Linked DNA regions of Sus scrofa: region 1 is linked to region 2. A link is a contact called in public promoter capture Hi-C data. All regions are on one chromosome and are shown on one strand. The core of a region is the stretch at or near the end of the contact, and the rest is flanking DNA. Distances in the headings are between cores, read along the strand shown. Region 1 holds the start of USP48 (ubiquitin carboxyl-terminal hydrolase 48). Region 2 holds the start of HP1BP3 (heterochromatin protein 1-binding protein 3).

Region 1 (4,857 bases), core at 542-3,041, 800 kb before region 2:
AAAAAAATTGAAATAATCATCTCCCTTCTAAAGCTTTTTGTTCTTCTGTACTTTTAATCTCACTTGGTAGAAATTCTGTTTGTTTATAGGATCCCCTTGTGGCTCAGTGGGTTAAGGCCCCGGTGTTGTCACTCCAGCGGCTTGTGGCCTAGGAAGTTCTGCATACCTTGGGCATGGCCAAAAAAAAAAAAAAAATTCTATTCCTTTAATTACTCAAGTTAGAAAATTGGCATATAGCAGTGACAGCATGGAGAGTAATAGTCACAATTTCTATATGTGCTAGGTGAAGCGATGAATGACACAGGGAGCTGTAAGCACCTAGGAAAGGGCTATGACCTAGACCTGAAGGTCAAATAACAGAAAGGTAAACAGTTTGATTAGACAAACTTGAAAGATATGGAGTTTAACAATTCCCTATCTTTCAAGTTTGTCTCCACAATTCCACACCTACTACACTGCCCCATTTAGGCTTTCATTATCTCCGGCTTGTATTAGTTCTATAGTTTTCTACACTTCTGACCTTGACCTAGACTGAGGAAACCATACAAAATGTACAACTCCCATTATTTCACGTATCAGCTTTAAACCTTTCAATGAGTCCTCAGATAAAAGCAAAGCCTTGGCCATCCTTCCTCTCAAGTCTGACCTCCCTGTCTCATACCAAGAAGTTTCTCTCTTCTATCCTTTAACTTCTTGTGGTTCCCTTTGTCTGGAATGGTGCTTTTCTTCTCACCTGGGTAAACTCTATTTTATACAGGCGGGTTTAGGAGTGTTCCTCTTTGGGAAGCCTTATCCCAAGTACTCCAAACTTTACCACTCTCACCCACCCTCAAGTGCCGGACCACGTCTTATTTTCATAATTCCTTCATTGAACGTTTGTCTAGTGAATTACACACAATAAGCATCCAGTCCAAGGTTACCCAACTGGCAAGCTATTGATTCAGAAATTGGTGCTTAGACCGCCCTAGGGCTCTCATTCAAATATAAACCTCTCAAATCCTCACTCAACCAAGGCCCTTTACAATTTGCAAAACATTCTGATAAGGCTCCTCTTTATAACCTGAGGCAGGGGCCGCAAAAAAGGAAACGTCTTCAAACCCTGGAGCTAAAGAAGGAAGAAATCAGCATATGGAGATAGCGGTAAGTGAGGAGGGTCCGTCACCAGCTAGGGCGACCTTTCAGGTCAGAGAAACCCCGCCCAGGTACCAGCTGGCGTTCCGGCACAATCCTTGGCACAACAAGTCGGCTACTTCGAGGAATACAAATCCCAGCATGCCTCGCATCCAGCGAGTGGCAGCACGCAATGCACGCCGGGATACGTAGTCCAGTTGCTGCTCAGGAAAAGGCCAAACATCCCGTGACGTCAGAAGGGCCCGGGAAGGAGTCCGAAACCGTCCAGGCTCAAGTTAAATCTTCCAGAGAGTCGACTCTGGTTTCTTTCGTGACCCAAGTTTCAGACCCCACCCCCACATTCCAGCGGATCTATGGTGTGCGTTGAGTAGCCTCTCGCGTGAATCCTTCACGGTTAAAGGGAAAGTACCACCGGGCAAGAGTAGGCAGCCTTCGGTCCTCGAGGTACCGGCTTGTAAGAGTAGTGTTGCGCAGGACGCTATTCTGTACAGGGGCTGAGACACTGCAGCCACATTAGCGCTGGTGAGGATGTGGCAGAAGTCTCCAACAGTGGCTTCCCCTTCCTCCGCCTGTCAGGCCACAGGCGCGGGAGGCGCAAAGGCTACTGGGGACGCGCATGCGCCCGCCACGGCGGGGAGTACACCTCCAACGTCTGAGGGCGCGGGGGGTGTCGGGTATCCGCGGCGGTGCTTTGCGGCCGGTCGTACGGGTCGGGCGCGGGCGGGCGGCGGGCGGGCGCAGAGTCAGAGGCGCGCACAGGTGATTGACTGGCCAGCTGGCTGAGGGAGCGTCTGGTCCTCATCGCTGGCAGGTGGCGGAGCCCATTTGGGCAGCAGTGGAGGAGGCGGCGGCGGCCGGGCTCAGGAGGCACTCCTCGGGCCAAGGCCATGGCCCCGCGGCTGCAGCTGGAGAAGGCGGCCTGGCGCTGGGCGGAGACGGTGCGGCCCGAGGAGGTGTCGCAGGAGCACATCGAGACCGCCTACCGCATCTGGCTGGAGCCCTGCATCCGTGGCGTGTGCAGGTGAGGCCCGCGCAACATGCCTCGCGCCCCTTTCGCGTCGGACCTTGGACAGCCAGGCGGGGAGCAGGGGGTCGGGTTTGGGGAAGGAAAACGGCGGCTGGTGGCGTGCATGTAGCAGGCATGGGGAGAACAAGGTGAAGGCTTCCTCCTTTCCGCGGTCTGGGCGACCTGGGAAACGTAGCCTTCTCGGGCTCTGCACGAAGCCATGCAGAAAGGTTCTGCTGAAAGCCCTTCAGAAAAGGTTCTGGTTCTTATCTAGAAGATGGCGGTGGAGGTGGTTGAATGCAGAAGAGAGCTTAGCAAATGTTGGTACTTGGTATATCTTGGCCACGGCTCGGCTTTTGGTTTGTAAAACGGGAACTTCGAAGTGAGCTTCATCACTGTGTATCCTGTACTGGTGTTGACGCTCAAGGCGTGATCATCTTTATTTTTGGGTAGGGCGGCTTTAGGAAAACGTATGGTTAGCCTGAGTCATCTATACCCTTCATCCTCAGTTGACCTCCGCACTCTCGTTAATCTAGTATTTTTTAGCCTTTTTCGGGGGGGCGGGGTTGTGGCTCAACGCGGCTCTACTAAGTACAAAGTTTGAGCTGTGTTAAGTGCTGTCCTTTACTTCAACTTAGTCGTTGAACCTTGCGTTTCTTTTAGATAGAATCCTTAGCTGTTTTTCCACCTTTTAACGCGGGAACTATAGTTTTTGTTTCGGAATGTTGAATTGATTTGGCCAAGCCGGGCATGCTCAGTAGCCTTCTTGGAGCAAACATTTTGTAAAGACTTTCTGGAGTTTTTGCATTCCATGCCGGGATCTGGAAGGGAGGGAAGTCCTGGTCTCAGATTTGGAGCTTTAAGTTTAATATGGGAAGCAAAACAAGTTAGGAAGCTTCCATAAAGCAAAAGTAATTCCAGGCTCTGCGAGGCGGCTCACAAGGAGAGCAACAACAGTCAGTACTGGAATGACATAATACAAGAGCTTCAGTTTATCCACATTATTAGGTTCTAGAGTAACCAAAAAAATGAACTTCCTATTTAAGTGCTGATTATAACAGAAGTAAAGGAGTAGAAATTGGCTGAGATCGCTGTAAGGGGAACGTCATAGGTGAGCTTTGAGCTGCAGTTGCAAAGTTTACATTCTAGCAGGTTTGGCTGTGTCCTGGGCCAGGGATCGAACCCATACCACAGCAGTGACAATGCCATGGCTTAGGCCACCAGGGAACTCATACATCATATGGTTCAGGCATTTAAAATGTACAACCCAGTGTTTTTATTGCTTGTGTATTCACAGGGTTTTTTAGCCCTCACCAAAATCTAACTTTAGACTTAGCCCCCCCCCCAAAGAAGCTCTGTTCCCATTAGTTTGACGCTTGGTCCTCCCCCTGTAAACTCATCCCCCTCACCAAGCTCCAGGCATCCATGGATCTACTTTCTGCCTCTAAATTTGCCTATTCTGGATGTTTCATGTATATGAAATCATACACTATGTGAACTTTTGTGACTGGCTTCATTGACAGCATAATGTTTTCAAGGATCCACCCATGTTGTAGCATATATCAGCATGCATTTCATTAAAAAAAAATTGCCAGGAGTTCCTGTTGTGGTTCAGCGGCTCAGAACCCAACTAGTATCCATGAGGATGCAAGTTTGATCCAGGGACTTGCTCATTGGTTTAGGATCCAGTGTTGCCCCAAGCTGTGGTGTAGGCGAAGATGCCACCTGGATCCAGTGTGGCTGTGGTGCAGGCTGGCCATTGTGGATCTGATTTGACCCCTAGCCCTGGAACTTCATATGCCACAGGTTCGGCCCTAAAATAGAATATAATGTAATATAATATAAAATAATACAATACAATATAATATAATATAACATAACATATCATAATATATATCGTCCTGTAGGAGTTACCTGGTTGCTCAGTTGGTTAAGCATCCAGCAGTAGGTGGCTGGGGTTTGATCCCTGACTTGGGAACATCCACATACCACAGGCTCGGCCAAAAAAAAACTTTGCAGTTTAAAAGCTATATAAAATGGACAATGAAATGTGCAATTTTTTGGGGGGGGGGTCTTTTTTTGTTGTTTTAGGGCCACACCTGAGGCATATGGAGGTTCCCAGGCTAGGGGTCAAATCGGAGCCATAGCCACTGGCCTACGCCAGAGCCATAGCAACTTGGGATCCGAGCCACGTCTTCGACCTACACCACAGCTCACAGCAATGCTGGATCCTTAACTCACTCAGCAAGGCCAGGGATTGAACCCAAAACCTCATGGTTCCTAGTCGGATTCGTTAACCACTGAGCCACGATGGGAACTCCTTAATTTTATTTTTTATGGAAATGCCAGAATGTTAATCCACTGAGCAAGGCCATGGATCAGACCTACATCCTCATGGATACTAGTCGGATTCTTAACCAGCTGAGCCACAGCAGGAACTCCCTACAGTTTTTAAAATATACAATTCCTCAACATTCAGTAAATTTACAAGACTGTAAAAACATCACCATCATCTAGTTCCAGAACTTTTTCCATCACCCTAAAAGGAAACTCCATATCCATTAAGCAGTATCTACTCATCTCCCCCTCTCCAACCTCCGGCAATCACTAATCTTTTTGTCTCCATAGATTTCTTTCTTTATTTCTTTTCCATTTTTGATTGCCCTGCAGGAGTTTCTGGGTCAGAGATCAGATTGAAGCCACAATTGCAACCTATGCTG
Region 2 (4,756 bases), core at 1,446-3,945:
AAAGCAAAAAAATAAATAAGTAAAACAGTGAATTCTCAACTATCAATTTGAGGCCAGTATTTCAGTTCTCCTTGCTACTATCACTTTGAAAGTGCTATAGAAGAGAGTGAAGCTTAAAAGGAATGAATGTTGGAACTTCAAGGACTTTGATATCAGTGTGAGAAGTCTCCGGGCAAGAGGGTTTTACTAGTGCTGTGACCATAACTCCATACACTCTATAAGATCTGTCCTGCTCCTAAACACACAAAGGTATGTGTTCCCTCCAGTGAAGAACATCAAACAGCCTCACTGCTTAAGTAAAGGGTATAAAACTCATCATGTAACTGTTTTTAACAAACGCAACTGAATGATGTATACTATACAACCAGTATAGCTCAAAGAAAGCCAAGTGAGAAAAACTATAAAACCATACCCCCAAGGAGTCTTAACGCAGATTCAGCTAAGTATAAAAATCAAAACTGATGACATATTACATTTAGCAGAGGTAAAATGCCTAAGCACTAAAACACGCACAATAAAAATTTCAAATCCCTTTGTAAGTGAAAAACAGCTTCAGACTTGAGCGGTAGATTTAGTGCATGGAGTGGGGGCACGTGCAAGCCTCCATGTGCACCCTCTTGAAAAATAATTTTGTTTCAGGGTTTTCCCTCAGGTGTATATATTGCAAACAACAGAGTAAGGTTTGTGTTTGTGTGTTTTTTAAAATAAAAAATCTGTGGAGAGGAGAAATCTAGTTTTCTCTTACCTGTGTGTCAACTTCTTGCATGAGATGGGGCTACAGACATTTGAGGGAAAAAGAGGAAAGATAGGATGTTTTAAGTATTTGAATACATAAACATGGAAGAGTCTTTACAAAGGGAGATTGGACTTCCTACTGTGTGGCACAACGGAATCAGCAGCATCTCTGCAGCGCCAGGATGCAGGTTCAATCCCTGGCACCTACAGTGGGTTAAAAGATCCTGTACTCACAGCTGCAGTGTAGGTAGAAAACTGCTGGCTCATGGGAGTCCCGCAGCAGAGATGAATCCAACTGAGGTTGCAGGTTCGATCCCTGACCTCGCTCAGTGGTTTAAGGATCCGGTGTTGCTGTGAGCTGTGGTGTGGGTCACAAATGCAGCTCAGATGCTGTGGATGTGGTGTAGGCTGAGAGCTGTAGCTCCCATTCGACCCTTAGCCTGGGAACTCTATATACTGCGGGTGTAACCCTAGAAAGTACACACACATAAAAATCTGGGCTCAGGAGTTCCCGTCGTGGTGCAGTGGTTAACAAATCTGACTAGGAACGATGAGGTTGCGGGTTCGATCCCTGCCCTTGCTCAGTGGGTTAACAATCCAGCATTGCCATGTAGGTCGCAGACATGGCTCGGATCCTGCGTTGTTGTGGCTCTGGCATAGGCTGGTGGCTACAGCTCCGATTCAACCCCTAGCCTGGGAACCTCCATATGCCATGGGAGCGGCCCAAGAAAAAAGGCAAAAAGACAAAAAAAAAAAAAAGAAAGCAAATTAAAAAAAAAAAAAATCTAGGCTCAGGTCTGATCGCTGCCCAGGAACTCCATAAGCCACAGGGCAGCCAAAAAAGAGGGAAAAGGGGGGGGGGAGACAAAAGATAGAAATGTTGATAAGGAAATGAGTAGGTTGAAGAAATGGCACAAAGTAACCAAAACCCCTTGTGAACATGTTTAGCCTGACACTAGAACACCAGGGCACTGGTAATGTAATCGGGATGTTAATGATAACACCTTGTAAAGAATTGGTGGTGGTGTGGTGGTTAAATTTTTATACAGCTGATCTTGGAACAGATGGAGTAGATGGCTATACCTGGGAAGGCTGGTGAGACAGTTAATGGCAGAGCCTGAGGACTGAGCTAAATGATTTCACAAATCTTTAAAATGACAGGAACATGCATTTGAGAATTAGTCATACTACTGTGAGCCTCAAGGCAATTGTGCTTATTATTTCCCTATATTCATTACCCAAACCCTCTCTACCCCCGACAAAACACCTACTATTGGAGATACATCGAATTTTCCCAAACTGATTTTGAAAAGTTACACTTTTTAACAATACGTAGCCTAAGTACGCTGATACCAACCTAATATGACATTTCCTAGGGAATTCCGTTTTCTAATCCCAAGGTTTCCTTGTTGAGAACCCTCCCGCGTTTGCGGATTAGGGAGCCAGGGAAGACTCATGATTAGAAAATCAACTTTCACAGTTCTTTTCCTGAGCCATTACTCTGCCCTGTACTGTATGGATACTTAATGGGAACGAATGAGAGGAAATGAACTTTCCGCTGAATTCCTAATTATTCCACGGTCTTCAAAGAAGCTAAACTGAGAAGCGGGAAATGCCAACCCCTCTAACGGCAGGCAGGCGGATCGCCAAAGCCAAAGCCCAGTTAAGACCGGGGACTGAAATAGACCACAGAAGTGTAAGTGAAAAGAGTGTCCTTCCGAGGAAGCGAAACCTCACCACCCAAGCTAACGCGCGCCACTAGCACAGCGCCGGCGAAAGCTGCGCGCGGACACAGACCCCAGCCGGGTCGTCCCCGCGTCCCGGAGCGCCCTCTCGCGCCCCCGCGCGCCCGACCGGGGAGGCAAATCTCGCGCGCTCCCTTCGCTCCCGCGGGCTCGGGGCGCGGCCACCGGCGCGCGGGGGGGGCGGGGCTGGCAAAGGGGGCGCGCGCGAGCGCGCGCGCGGGGCCGCGGGCAGGGGGGCGGGGCGGCAGAGCTCGGCGGCTGGGCCTGGAGGACAGCGGCGGCGGTGGTGACGAGCGGCTACGACAGCGGCGTTGAGAAGCTGTGCGGGACGCGGGCGCCAGGAAGGGGGGAGCGCAGAGGTAACGCAGTACGGAACAGGCGGACGGGGAGTGGGCGCGGGTCGGCTAGACCCGAAGGCGAGTGGCAGAGGACGCTTGCCCGGGGCGCCGCCGCCGCTCCCTGAGCGGAGGGGGCGGGGCGCCCGCGTCCCTGGAGGTGGTGCCTTTTGTCTGCCTTCCCCGGCCGCTCCGCCCCCCCCATCCCTCCCCCCTGCGACCTAGCCCCCTGCCCCTTGAGCTGAAGCCTCCTCCGGGGCCCTCTGGCACGCGCGCTCCCGCCCTTGTTTTGTTTGGACTAGGGGAAGGTGGGGGAGCTCTTCCCTGATCGAGGGCCCTGCGTCCCAGTGCGCCTGCGCTGGCGTCCTCCCGCCCGCTCCGATTGGCTGAGAGTTTGCGCATGCTCCGGAGCCCCGCGGTGGACCCCCGACGTCCGCCCCCGCCCTCCCCTTCACCCCACTCCCTCAGCGGTTTTCCGGGCCGGTTCGAAAGATGCCGGCGGCGGTGACTGGCTGCGGCGGTCCCGCCCCCCCGGGTTCTCCGCCCCTGCCGCCGCCGCCGCCGCCATTACGGAGCTCCCAGCGGTGAGTGCGCGGGGCGTTGGTGCCCACGGTCCGCCGCTTCTTGGCTCGCGCGGGCGGGCGCTGCCCGGATCGCGGCGTGGGCCTCCCAGCGTGCCTTCCGCAGCGTGAGCCCGAGCTGTCAGCCGGTGTCCTCGGTGTCCGCCGCCGCTGAGCCCGCCCTCCTTGGCCTCGCAGTCTTCATCTTAGCTCCGCTCTCCCCCGCCTTGTGCTCGCGCAGCACACCGGCCGCTCCCTGCCTTTGTCTCTGCTGGTCTTTGCCCAGTCTCTCGGCGGTCTGGGCGCGCTGTCAGCTGTTGGCGTCCCTGAAAAGCCTTTTGCTGTTGCTGCCGCTGCCGCTGCCGCTGCTGCTGCGACGCGGGCCTAAGCTTTCGTTTTCCCGTATGGCTTTCCTAGAGCTTGTTGCTCACCGCTCCTTAGACGGTGTGGTTCTAGTTAACAAAGTCCAACTTGTGACTAGGAGCGTTTGTATAGAGATGGAGGCAGGAGTGGTCGAGTGAGAGCCCGGTTTCAGAGTTTTGATACCGAATTGACTACTGTGATGGAGAACGAGTCACAACTTTTTTGAGGGAGTGCGCTCCCCTGCACAAAGGACTGCGCAAGGTGAACCTTACCGCCCTCTCCGCATAGGCATTTTCTCTCTGTGGTTTATTATGCTTCCTGACTTTTCGTTACATTGAAAAGTGAAAATTAGTTAGAAATATACCCAGGAATTCGCCTGGAACTTTACTGACAAGCCGGCTTGTCTTAGAGTGAAGTTAGACGTGACTAGTTTAATTTTGGAAGATAGATTTGTTTCATCTGGAAAGGCATAAACCTGTTCAGAGCTTTTAAAGTTTTTATTGCTCTTTCCAAAAGTCTAGTGTAACGTGTTTCAAAGCAGAAGTAATATTTTAGAGGATATTGTTGGCTTTCTTTCTAAGCTTAATTGGAAGACTGAAGACGGCAAGTTGGAGCAAGTGTCCTGAACTCTTCTTCGTGTTTAGATGAAAATCCTAACTCTTCAGCCAGTTAGGTTATGCTTATCTTGTGAGGATTCCCGTAGTGTCCTTAGCATCTATGCCCAAGACAGACACTAATTAAGTAATACTGAATTACTTGGTTTATTGAAATGTGAAAGAAGTTGCCAGCAAATTATAGGCATGCTTTTTGTGACATTACCAGTGAAGTCTGAATATAATGAAAGACATTAGATTGGGAACAATTTGTTGTATTCAGCGCATAGCTAATGACATTATATTGCAGACATTTTATGGTAAAATATGAAATAATTGTATTTTTCCTAAAATGCATGTTTTCAAGGATATCATTAAACTGAAACACATTTTAAACTTACGCTTATTTTTCTAGTGCTTTCTCT

The links. Promoter capture Hi-C pulls out the DNA fragments that hold promoters and counts their contacts.
Region 1: a promoter capture Hi-C map of liver shows a contact between it and region 2, with 2.2 times the contacts expected there. The contact joins the promoter of USP48 here to the promoter of HP1BP3 in region 2. A contact is called at or near these places in 1 of 5 promoter capture datasets (liver) and 1 of 2 datasets of contacts at active chromatin or transcription factors (alveolar macrophages).

Annotation. Positions count from the first base shown.
Region 1 is chr6:79,807,175-79,812,031 of Sscrofa11.1, reverse strand. It overlaps USP48 (ubiquitin carboxyl-terminal hydrolase 48), which reads left to right and starts at 1,791. Exons shown (of 27, transcript XM_021097702.1): 1 at 1,791-2,152. The coding sequence starts at 2,019.
Region 2 is chr6:79,005,860-79,010,615 of Sscrofa11.1, reverse strand. It overlaps HP1BP3 (heterochromatin protein 1-binding protein 3), which reads left to right and starts at 2,695. Exons shown (of 12, transcript XM_021097635.1): 1 at 2,695-2,839.